Linked DNA regions of Mus musculus: region 1 is linked to region 2. Evidence: chromatin contacts called from public HiChIP or PLAC-seq data. All regions are on one chromosome and are shown on one strand. The core of a region is the stretch at or near the end of the contact, and the rest is flanking DNA. Distances in the headings are between cores, read along the strand shown. Region 1 overlaps 2700069I18Rik (RIKEN cDNA 2700069I18 gene). Region 2 has its middle 56 kb from the start of Gm17308.

Region 1 (5,455 bases), core at 1,011-3,510, 64 kb before region 2:
AAGCCAGCACCATTGTAGGGAATGTCCTCAAATATGAGGCACAAAAGCTCCATTGAATTCTATCACAAACAGCCTATCTGATTTAAGTTCCCAAATATATAATTAAGTCCACATTTAATTACAAAGACAACCAGCAGAGACCAAATTGATTAACTATTTTTAAACAAAATGTCGTCAGGGTACACAAATGATAGCTTCACATTAGATTATAAGCAAAACTGCATTTTAGGGATAAACAGCAATGTGGAAAAGGCACAGTGCATTAAATTATTTTCAAACTTTTGTTTTAAAGAATTATCAGTTAACGTGTAAGAGAAAAGGTTAAATGAAATACCTCAGAGCAAAAGATCATCCCCTTCTCTTCTTCTATCAGTCCCCCGCTAAAGCATATGGAAAATGTTTTCAAAATGCCCAGATTTGGCACATTGTCATTGCAAGGAGAGGAGCGCAGTGATGCTTTTAGAGAAAATGGGAAATAAATTCAGGATTGGGTCCTGCCTCCTTCAGTGCGGATTTATCTAAGTTTAATTTAATATCCCATAATCACTGAATGATTGGTATCATTCACCAAGATTTTAAAGGTCTTTATTTAAATACCTCTGGCAGAAAGAGAATGAAATTTAAACCATTGCTTATTTTTTGTGTGTATTTTTTAATTTGGTGAACCTCAAGTGGGAACTTCTTACAATAAAAGGGAAAACGATGAAGCTTTTTTTTTTAAAGAGAGACTGTTAAAGGAAAACATTAGCTTTATTAAAATCATTCTGAACGTAAAATCAAAAAGCACAAAATGGTTGTTTGTAAAACACTAAACCTTTAATCGATTTTATTGGCATTCCGATCGATTAGATAAACGGAAATCTATAGCAAACATCAAAGCATTTTCTCTATCTCATTTATAAACAAAACTTTTCTTTTCAGTAGAAGAAATGATTATCAAACGACTAACAGGAAATTCTTCAGATATCAAATTACGATAATAAAATTATTTCCACATGGAAGGGGGTAATGACAATGATGATAGTAATTACAATAATGAATAATTCAACAACCCTTTGACTTGTCTAGAAAAACCTCGGGCAGAAACGGCGTTTGAAAAGGGGCTACTTTAAAATAAATACTTTCCTTATTTTTAAAGGTAGATTTCAGAGACAACTCAAGGGGTCTTGCTTAATGGTGCCTGCCAGACTAGTGTAATTTTCCGGTAGATGCAGACCAGTAGGTTTCTTTGCCGGCGTTTTCCTCCAAACTGAGTAACTTCTGATTAGCAAAAATTAATATGCAAATAAAAGTGACTACTACTAGGTTTACAAAGTTGAGGCTGGAGTTGTCGTCTCCTCATTTTAAAATATGAATCCCGGATTACATAGGAAAACAAAGACGAAAATCCCCCAACCTAGGATGAGGAAAAAAACGATTTATTTGGAAATGTCAGATTTGCTGTCGCTAAGAGCTTAGGACATTCTAGCTGCGGGCAGGGCAAGTGTTGCTGCAAAGGCTTTGTGTTTGTTTGCTAAAGAGGATCAATGAAAGAAAGTGGCCATAAAGTAGTTAGTGAGGCATATGTTTGGGACTTGCGACTCTGGAGACCCTCAGCTGGTCCTTCCCGGAAAGTCCCCGAGTCGCTGGGAGAGGGGCGCCGAGCTAGGACATATGGCTTGAGCGCTTCTCACCCTTCCCTGGAACTCTGACCCACCCACTGTCACCTTCATCTTCTGCCCACGGCATACAGTGTAGGACCATGGCTTCTGCCTGGAGTCCTTCCAGTTGACTTAGGCTGCCTTTTCATCCTCGCACTCAGCTGCTTGCACCTTCGCCATAGTTCCTACTCACAGCAAGTCACTTCCTCCCTCAGTATGCTCGGAGCCTAAACTAAACCTCTGTTTCCATTCTACTGGAATCCCACTGGTGCTGAGCCCCTCCGGTGAATCTGGACAAGTCTCCACTGTTCCTCCCCTCCCCCACCTCTCTCCTGCCATTTATTTGGCAACTGGGGTCTTCTTACCCTCGTACTTCAAACCTCTCCTCCAGACATTCCAGAGAGTTCTCATCACACCAGAATGTGCTCTCCTCCTCTTCCTCCTCCTCCCCTTGGGTTAGGGAGTGAGAGGGGGGGATTTCAAGTTGAACTCCCAGGGGTTTTACTCTATTCTTTTAGCAGCTTTACTTTCCCTTTTCTTCTTTGCGTAACCTTCACCTAACTCCTAATTTATAACAGAAGCGAGCTCTTTCCTCTGCAGCCCGCAGTTTACAGTTTCCGTCTGGGGATTGCACACGGAGCGTGCTCCTGGATTCCCAGTCTCTGCCCCTGACTCCTTGCACCTGATGGCCAACTAACCGCCCTTTCTGTTCTTGAAATGAGTGCCTGACTGAGATTTAAAGTTCTCTGAAAAGCGTCTCTTTGTCAACTGACCGCACTGCGGGAATGAAGGCTTGGATGTAGAGGGATGGGCAACAGAACCTTTTAAAACACCTTTTACCTCACTCTGAATTCTTCCACCCTATCCGGCTGTGATTGTGAATAGCGAATTATGGAATATTTTTCTTCTTGGCACGTGCAGTGTGCCAAGAGTTATTCCCTAGTGGTCTCCCACCCTCCCTTGTGTCTTTTGGTTTGCGAAGGTCACTGTTTCACCAGGCCACCCTTTCTATTCTTTCCCTCACTGTGAGCCCTGAGAGGGAGAGCAGGCTAAAGTCCTCGTCCCTTTTCTTCTTCTAGCTGATGCAGCTGCCTCAGAAAATCGCTGTGGCCGCTGCCTCTTCCCGCTTTAATCCCAGACCTCCAGTCATTGGGCAGCCCCTTGGAGGCAAGAAGTCAACACCATGGCAACCCGACAAGCCTATCAAATCACCGGCTGACGTGACAGCGGCAACAGCAGCAGGGAAGAATGTGCGGAAAAGCCGAGTGGCCACTGCACTCACACACATGGGCTCGCAGTGGACAGCCACTGCGGCCTCCATGTCAGACTACGTGTGTGCATATCTGTTTATTGCCTTACCATACGACTTAGTTCTGAAGAGGGAAAGGAGAACTAGAGATCCATGCAGCTCAAATGAGTCCCAGTTCTGTAAATTATAAACCAAAGCTATCTGCTTTCGGCTTCAGTAGTCCACAAACGAAATCCCAGTAGCTTCAGAGATGTTTAAGACTTATCCCAAAGCCTACGGTTTCTTTGCCAAGTCTGTCATTTGCTTAAGCAACACAAATGAAGCATTTTGCTTTCCAGGTCCAAAAGGATAACAATGTTATGATAAGAAATTACTATTATCTGTCAGTGTTATGTGAAATGTGACTCAACACTAATACTTGGGAACGCCCTAAACTTCAGTTTAAACTGTCTTTTTCTTTTCATATATTGTGTTTTGGTCTGTTGCATAAGTTCTAGATCTTTTTTCCATAAAGAGAAAAAGCAGAGGAGACCAAAAAAAAAAAAAAAAAATGCTTCTTCCAGCCCTACCTGGTCTTTGTATCCCTTCCCCCTTCTTGAAGAGTCTGCTAATTAACCAAATGGAAAGAAAACATTTTATTAGCATTGAAGAGCATTGTCTAATATGGAGCAGATTGGAACTATATTGTTCACTGACAAACTGTAAACTAAGACAGGCTTTTCTTTTTTGAGAAATAAGCATAACCTTCCTTTTTAATTTAAACTTCCCCTCTGCCCCCTGAAGCCATTGGCAGTGATTTGTATAAGAATCTATAAGGTTGCCATGGGGTACCTGTTCCCCAAGCATCTCTAACTTTGTCACTGTTTTCAAAGTTTTCCTGTTGAAATTGGATAGAATAGAGAATCCATTTACTAATAAAGCTCATGGGTCTTATTGAGGGAACTTTGTATGGATTCTAAAAGTTTAAGTTCACTTAAGTGGCATGTAAACAGTATGCACAGAAACAGTACATTAAATAAGCAACTTTAAAAACATTTTATTTAACTTTTTAATAAAAGCTTCTGGTGTGTGAGACTTTAAATTTTATTTGGCATAAATAAAATACTGGAGAACTGGAAAGACTGAAAGACAGCAGTTGCCAGATGAAGAAAAGCAGGACAGAGGGCCAAGTTTTGAGCCTTAGAAAATTCAATGAGATCTTGAGTTGGGTTTTCTTACTTGCCCTATATTTTGTTATTGATGAATATCTCTAGTAAAATATCACAGTTACACAATATAGATAATTAAGGATCAAAACAGGCATAAAGTCTCCTGGAAAACAACCCAGGATATGCTAAAAGACAACTTTCAGGGATAACACGGTCTTCTCTAAACTGGAATGCTGAGAATGTTCAGATAACATTATCTTGTACAAATCTGATCTGTGAATATCTGCGAAAAACCACAGAATTGAAATTTGGTTTCAATCTAAATGGATACCATTGTCTTCAAATCTATATGGCTAAATCACCTTATTCTTGAATACTTACAGTGTGAATACATGAGGAAATAGCTTGCCATACTTTAAAAGAACTTTATTTGCGTATCTTGTTTTCTTGTAAAGCAAAGCCCATAAAAAGAAAAAGTTTTAAAAATAAGTATAATGTTCAAAAATACTTCAATGTATTTTGGATTCTGTAAAAGTATGAGTAAATGCTCATGCTCACAGAATAAATATTAAATGCTAAGATTTCGTTGTTCTGCTTAAAGCTATATTAAAGTTACTGGAAAACTTTAAATACCTTAGGATCTTTATTTGCATATGTGCATACATAGTATTCAAGTGAAGGGCATGTATTACATTGACACTAAAATGTGCAATTATATGTACATCATTTGTAATTGCTAGAAAACTTAAAGAGGTAAAATTAATCACTTAATACCTTTAAGCTGAAATGTCCAGGAATTTAATAGTTCTTTTGAATTTTTGATGTATTGACATTAAATGCTTTTTTGTTACAAACTTTTCATTTATGAATGATAGAATTTTAAAGAATCTTGCATATATAAAGCATTTATTTCTAGACAGACAATTTTACTGTCTCCTTTAAAACATCACCCTTATAGATCATACAAAATAATGGATGATTAGGAGTCCACCTGAATGCTATACAGATATATATGTATCTGAGTGCTATATAGCTAGCTCTAAATGCAGATCTTTACACTCAGCAAAGTCTCTTGTTCCCTTAGTGTTTTCAGTATGTACACTCTGCTAATGAATAAAACAAGGAATTAAAGTCAGTTTAAATGCTACACCTAAAAAAAATGCAAGAACACATCAGTCATTTTCAGCTGGATGAATACTATCTCCATAGAGTCCATTCTTGACCTTACCTAAGTAAGTATTTTAACTTAACGTATGAGACACACCTAGAGGGGTAATACATTGCACTTAATAGGAAGACAGTTAATAACCTTTACTCCCCCTCATGCACTATCAATCATGGCTGTCACCAGTCTGCTGAATCAAAGCAAAAGTGTTCTTCACAGATGACTGATTAGAAACTCAAAATCAGAAGATCCA
Region 2 (6,055 bases), core at 1,355-3,854:
TAGCTTCTTGAGTTCTTTATATATTTTGGATATTAGCCCTCTATCGGATGTGGGGTGAGTGAAGATTTTTTTCCCAATCTATAGGTTGCTGATTTGTCTTATTGACTATGTCCTTTTCCTTACAGAAGCTTTCCAGTTTCATGATGTCCCATTTATCAATTCTTGATCTTAGAGCATGAACCATTGGGTTCATCCCACAGTCACAACTCTACCCATAATTGTTCCTGTCTGAAAGAATTACAGGGATAGAAATGGAGAGGAGACTGAGGAAAAGAAGGTCCAGCGACAAGCCTAAAGTGGGATCCAGCTCAAGGAGAGGTCCCAAGGCCTGACACTATTACTGAGGCTATGAAGAGCTCACAAAAATGATCCTAGCATTACCGCACGCTGGGAGACCCAACAAGCAGCTCAAAGAGCCAGATGTAAATATTTGTACCCAACCAATGTGTGGGGCAATGGGCTATGCATAGACAGCCTGGTCTCCAGTGGAGCTTAGGTCTTGATCTCTGGTGGGACCCGGTGGGTGGTAATTTCCACCTACATGGGACAGAAGGCGTTCAATCATGTCTCCTGGACTCCTGGCTCCTGTTGAATTTACCGCCCCCACAGCCCCCACAGGAGAGGCTCATGGCTATTAGTTATGTAGGAACAGCACCAAATCTTCCCACATGCAAATAAGGTTTCCCCCCAAACTCTCAGTCCAAGCCAGTGAGAGGTACCTGCAGTCAAATCCTGAATCACCCCCAGAACTGTATATAAATCCGTGCAGGGAATTAAAGGTGCGCCAGAACTATTCCTTCATCTTAGTCTTTTTTTCCAAGAGCTGTAAGTAACACGTGAGAAGAGATCTTCTCTACCGAAGAGCCACCCGAAGTCCCACCACACTCCTCTGCGGATAGTTGGTTTTTGTCTGCCCAGCACTACCTGACTCAGTCAGAGCTGTTTAGAGTTACCTGGAAGGCACAGCAGAGACTTAGGCTTCCTGCCTGCACTTGCTTCCTTTCGCTTGAACCCTCGCAGTAGGCCTTGACAGAGATCTCTATGAAAAACCTCTGGTACCCATGTCCACAACAATGGACAGAAGCATTTGACCCCTGTTGTTTAATTAGGGAAGGTTGAAAGAAGCTGCGTACAAGAGTGATCCTGTAGGAGGACCAGCAGTCTCAATTAATCTGGACCCCCAAGATCTCTCACGAAACAGGCAGCATACACCAGCTGATATGAGGCCCCCCAACACGCATACAGTAGAGGACTGTCAGGTCTGTGTTCATTCAGATATAATGCACCTACCCTCAAGAGACTGGAGTCCCCAGGGAGTTTAGAAGAGTAGGGAGTGGAGACATCTAAATAGAGAGAGGGAAGTGGGGAGAAGGTATAAGATGTGGAACAGTTGGAGGGTGGATGGGGATTGGGGAGGAATAAAATATGGCATTTAAAAAATAAAATAAATAACTAAATAAATAGAGAAATAAAAATATTTTCTTTTCCATGACGCCAAGTGTTCCTCCCTATGTCCCAGATTGTACTAAACTTATCTGGTTATCTGTGTGCCATTTTCATTAAGATGTATAACTTTCTTTAAAATCTTCCTCACAAAGTTCCCAGGTTTGGAATCCTAGTTTAGACCTGCTCTTAGAACAGGCACCTAAAACAGCTGCATATTGGATTACCAGAACAAGAGATCTGATTTGCACTACAAAGTCTCTGTTAATAATCTCTCAGTTGTTTCTGCTCAATCTTTTGCCTTCCTTATTTGCTACCTGCTCAAAGGTTAATTTTTTTCTTATGCCCTTAGTAAACATCCATGAGCTACTCTTGATCCTCCCTAGCATCTCTCTACTCCAGGTGTTTCATGGGAGTGGAAGCTGGCACAAAGAACAGCCTTTGCTGGCTTCTGGAAGGCAGGGGCTGCTGGGGGGTACTTTATTCTGTGCTATGTGATGATTCAGTTCACTCCAATTTGCCCTTTGGGAACTGCTGTGAAAACTTCTTTTGTACAGTAAATCATGACAGCATTTGGCCTCCATTTAGTGGTAAGTACATGGTTTATATATTAAAGCCATTTCTTTTTCCCTCTAGAATACCATGTGGCATCAATTTGTTTGTAAGCACAAGTCAAATGGCAGATTGGGATCCTGCAGATGATCCAGATTATTTTGTATTAAGTTTTCAAAGGTTATCAGAGCAATGAAACTCTAAGTTTGAGAAAATTATGAGATGACCTGAGTCTCCAAGGACACATCCATTTACCCACAGAGACTATCACAAGCTCGTTGGAGGAAATCTGTTCTGAGAAACTCTAAGTGCTAGGGCATTGATGGCACAGGTCAAGAATTATTATGCTACTGAGAATACATAACTTTTCATATGGGTATTGGCAGTTATGAACTTTGTTGGTTTTACCTTGCCAGCTGAGATTTTTATTAATGCTTCTCATGCATAGGTGAGTTGAGGGTGTAGACTTGGAAGCAGTTGTAGTTTTACAGTTTTACCTTTTAAACTATGGTATAAATGAACAAACAGAGTAACACCACAAGTAACTGGTTCTTGCTCTGCCTCTAGACTTCCAAGGAGCATCCAGACTCTGTACTCTTTGTTTCTAAATTTATCTATCCAACCATGTTTGTGGCTCCTGTGGTTGCCTTGTGGCTTGGAGCTCAGATTGCCCAGTAGTTCTTTTTCCCAAAACAGGCTGAGGAAGTTTGGGACCATGTTCAGTTTGTTCCAAAGGGGCTGCCATATATTTAATGAGGTTGTGAACATACACTAAGATTTGCACATGGCTCATCAAATAAAATACATCTTTAACTCTCTTTTCACTTCAGTGTATGGTTTGGAGTGAGCTCTTTTACAAGCACATGTGTTTGTCATATGACTGTTTGGGGACAAACATCATTTCTCACATTTTGGATGCAGTTTCTAAGTAGCTGAATGCCCTGCTTCATCTGTCTGTAGTGAAAAACAAATGCTAAGTTTGGTAGTTCCTCTTTCAATTTGGGAAGTTTTCTTTGAACACCAAGGTGTGATACTTTTTTTATACATACTCTCCTAAAGTGAGGGGACAGGAAAAAGCTTTGCTTACTCAGAGAGACATTATTGCCTGTGGGACAAGAGGAATCAGAAGACTCTTACCAGTTACTTGTCTTTATGAGAGCAATGTGTTCCAGTGTCCTGTGCCTAGGATAAGAATCTAAAAAACTGCTATCTCTTTTTGTATCTCAATTTCTGTAACATTATTGAAGTCCTTTAGTTCTTAGAACATTGGCTTCTATTTTGGGGACCAAATATCTGCCCTTTACACAGCAAAAAAGTGCACCGTGACTAATACTGAAAAAGCCAAAAAGTTTATTTTTCTTCTTGAGGTCTCTCATAGTCTAGGGAGAAATACAGGGTAATGTCTTTTTCTAAATGAACTTGGATGAGAAACCCAGTGACTCACCCAGTAACTCCAGTTTATCATATAATGTGATACATGATATTTTATGAATAAACTGGTGAAATAAAATATCATACATTTGATGAATCAGATCTAATGCAATAAAGCAGGATAACCCAGAGTTTATTTCCTGTGATTGTAGAAGATAAAATTGATTTTTTCCACTTCCCTCTACTCATATTTCCCTCCCACCTTCTTATTATACTGTACAGTTTTTGATGATGAAGGAACTAGAGATCGGATTTGTCATCAAATATGAGAAGACTCCACAAACCAAATAGTGCCTCAACAAAAGTAGGGCAGCCAGTGATCATGAAACTCAGATGTGCATCCTTTTCCTCAGAATTTTTCAAGAAGGGGAAATGTCCTCAGTAATCACAAGACAGTCTACCCCAAATTAGGAACTAGATGCACTGCAAGCAGGTACTCTGACATTCCTCACTATCAGTCACAAACACTGAGAAGAATTGGCGTGAATTTTAATGTGTGCCTGTGGTCAAGGATTTGGTTTGGACAATCAACACATACAGGGTCAAGGGCCAATTATCAATGCTTAAGGGCATAGCTGGCACTGTTAGTGGGTAGGTAGCATTGGGACATCAGTAGCATCTGCAGGATCCAGCAGATATTTTTGCTTTAGTTTTTAATGTAAAGTTTTATAATAGTAAAAAGTAAAACTGTAATAAAGTTTAGAAACACACTCAGCCTAGAATTATTATCAGAAGAACATCTTATTTTACATTAAGCTCATGTGAAACAGAATGTATATGCAATATTGTATATATTTTCTTTAGGTGTTTGGTGGACTCATATATTTACAGATATGCTCTCATTATTTCAGTTTCTCTGACAGTCTAATACATCCCAAAGTCAAGGAAAGGATTCTTACCAATCAGTTAAAGAAGATGTAAAGGACAACTTTGGAATATGTGAAAAATCTGAATCTCAATATTTAAAATGCATGGATATAAATGAACTGCAATGATAGATATGAATATTAAATTAGTGAGAAGAAACATAGTTAAGATTGGAAAATAGTTAAGATTGCTCTGATTCTTAAAATATCACTCACTTAAAACCTTCTAATGATATACACTCTATTTGACTCTGTTTAAGAAAAAGATGCACTTGTTTCTCATCTGTTAGTGAACATTTTGAATCCATTTGAACCTCTATTGGTAAAAAGGGAGGCTCAGAAACCCCAATAGAGGTTCAAATGGATTCAAAATCCCAATGGTGAATTCTAAGTTTTCCTCCTAATCTAGGGTTTAATGAATACCCCATATTCTTCTCTTAAATGACCTGAAACATAATTTTTGGAAAAGCATACTTTTAACTCATCTTCCTCCTAAAATTAATTACTTCTATTTAGAAACCACCATTGACATTTTAAATGTTAGATCTAAGCTAATTTCTCATCCTAAATTTTGATCTATTTACTTATTTGTTTTTATTTTTGACACTTGCATACATGTATGTTCTGAGTTTGGGGCATTTTCACTCCACTTCCTGTTATGCTTTCCTGTGGCTTGTTCTCTGGCTCTGTGTTATAACTAAAGTTCTATAGGGAGGATTATTACTACTACTTTTGACAGCAAAACAAACAAACAAACAAAAACAATAAAACTTGTCTTATTAGGCATAGCATCTGCCTGCAACATTGCATGTGACCTGAGCATAGAAGTGAGCAGGATGCTCACTACACAAGAACTAAAACCATAGCCAGCAGTAAAGTCAAGGCTTTAAGCTAAGCTGTGAAGCCCAGTTTGTCTTTGATGGGGATGCATGGTGAATGCTTTGGAACTAGGAGGTATATGATCTATATTGTTCATTCTTTTGCACATTCTATGAGCAAGCAATACTCAGGGTCAAACCCTAAAATAACAGCAACAACAGCCCCCTCAAAGTCAAACCTACAAAATAAAACACAAGATGTTTAGAAAATGTGTTCCTTCTTTTAAAAGATCATTGGCAATTATACAGTAATCCCTGATAAATAAAATGAACACCTTCAGAGTTCACCTGTTGCTGAACACTCAGACTACCATTACATTCCTGTCTGAAATGGTGATTGGATGGAATAGGAGGATGAAACAGCCCATAAAATCCTTGCTCTTTTTAAACATTACATAAACTTGAAGGTCAAATATATTCTTTATTTAAGATAAACATACACACACATTATGTATATATGTATATGTGTATATGTGTATATGTGTACATGTGTACATGTGTATATGTGTATATGTGTATATGTGTATATGTGTATATGATGTGTATATGTGTATATGATGTGTATATGTGTATATGTATATATGTGTATATGTGTATATATGTATATATGTATATATGTATTTGGGGAGGGGGAGGGAGAGATTGGATTTACTAACTATCTAGCCCTGACTGGCCTGGAACTAACCATGTATACCAGGCTGGGATTGAACTCATAGAAGTCTATCTCTGCCTCCTGAGTGCTGGAATGAAAGGCCATCATATCTAATCAACTAAATTCTAAACTAAAATGACTTCATCCTTGCATTTAGGTTTCAAATAGAATATGAGGTTATTAACAGACATTAACTTTATTTCCCTTGCTGCACATTTGGTACTATTTTATTT

Evidence for each region. HiChIP or PLAC-seq counts read pairs in DNA pulled down with a chosen protein or histone mark.
Region 1: a contact with region 2 is called in a CTCF HiChIP or PLAC-seq map of the NIH/3T3 cell line, with 15 read pairs. The contact joins two enhancer-like sites. A contact is called at or near these places in 1 of 39 promoter capture datasets (the 3T3-L1 cell line), 1 of 15 datasets of contacts at CTCF or cohesin (the NIH/3T3 cell line), 2 of 484 Hi-C or Micro-C datasets (embryonic fibroblasts and tail fibroblasts) and 3 of 9 other capture datasets (adipose tissue, liver and pancreatic islet).

The regions. Positions count from the first base shown.
Region 1 is chr3:5,207,781-5,213,235 of GRCm38.p6, reverse strand. All of the region lies in intron 1 of 2700069I18Rik (RIKEN cDNA 2700069I18 gene), which reads left to right. Among named protein-coding and RNA genes, the nearest start is that of Zfhx4, 8.0 kb to the left of the region's middle. Within about 2 kb of position 2,260, at least 95 of the 459 cell types and tissues checked have an H3K27ac peak or open chromatin away from gene starts, as enhancers often do.
Region 2 is chr3:5,143,395-5,149,449 of GRCm38.p6, reverse strand. No RefSeq gene overlaps it. Among named protein-coding and RNA genes, the nearest start is that of Gm17308, 56 kb to the right of the region's middle. Within about 2 kb of position 2,604, at least 8 of the 459 cell types and tissues checked have an H3K27ac peak or open chromatin away from gene starts, as enhancers often do.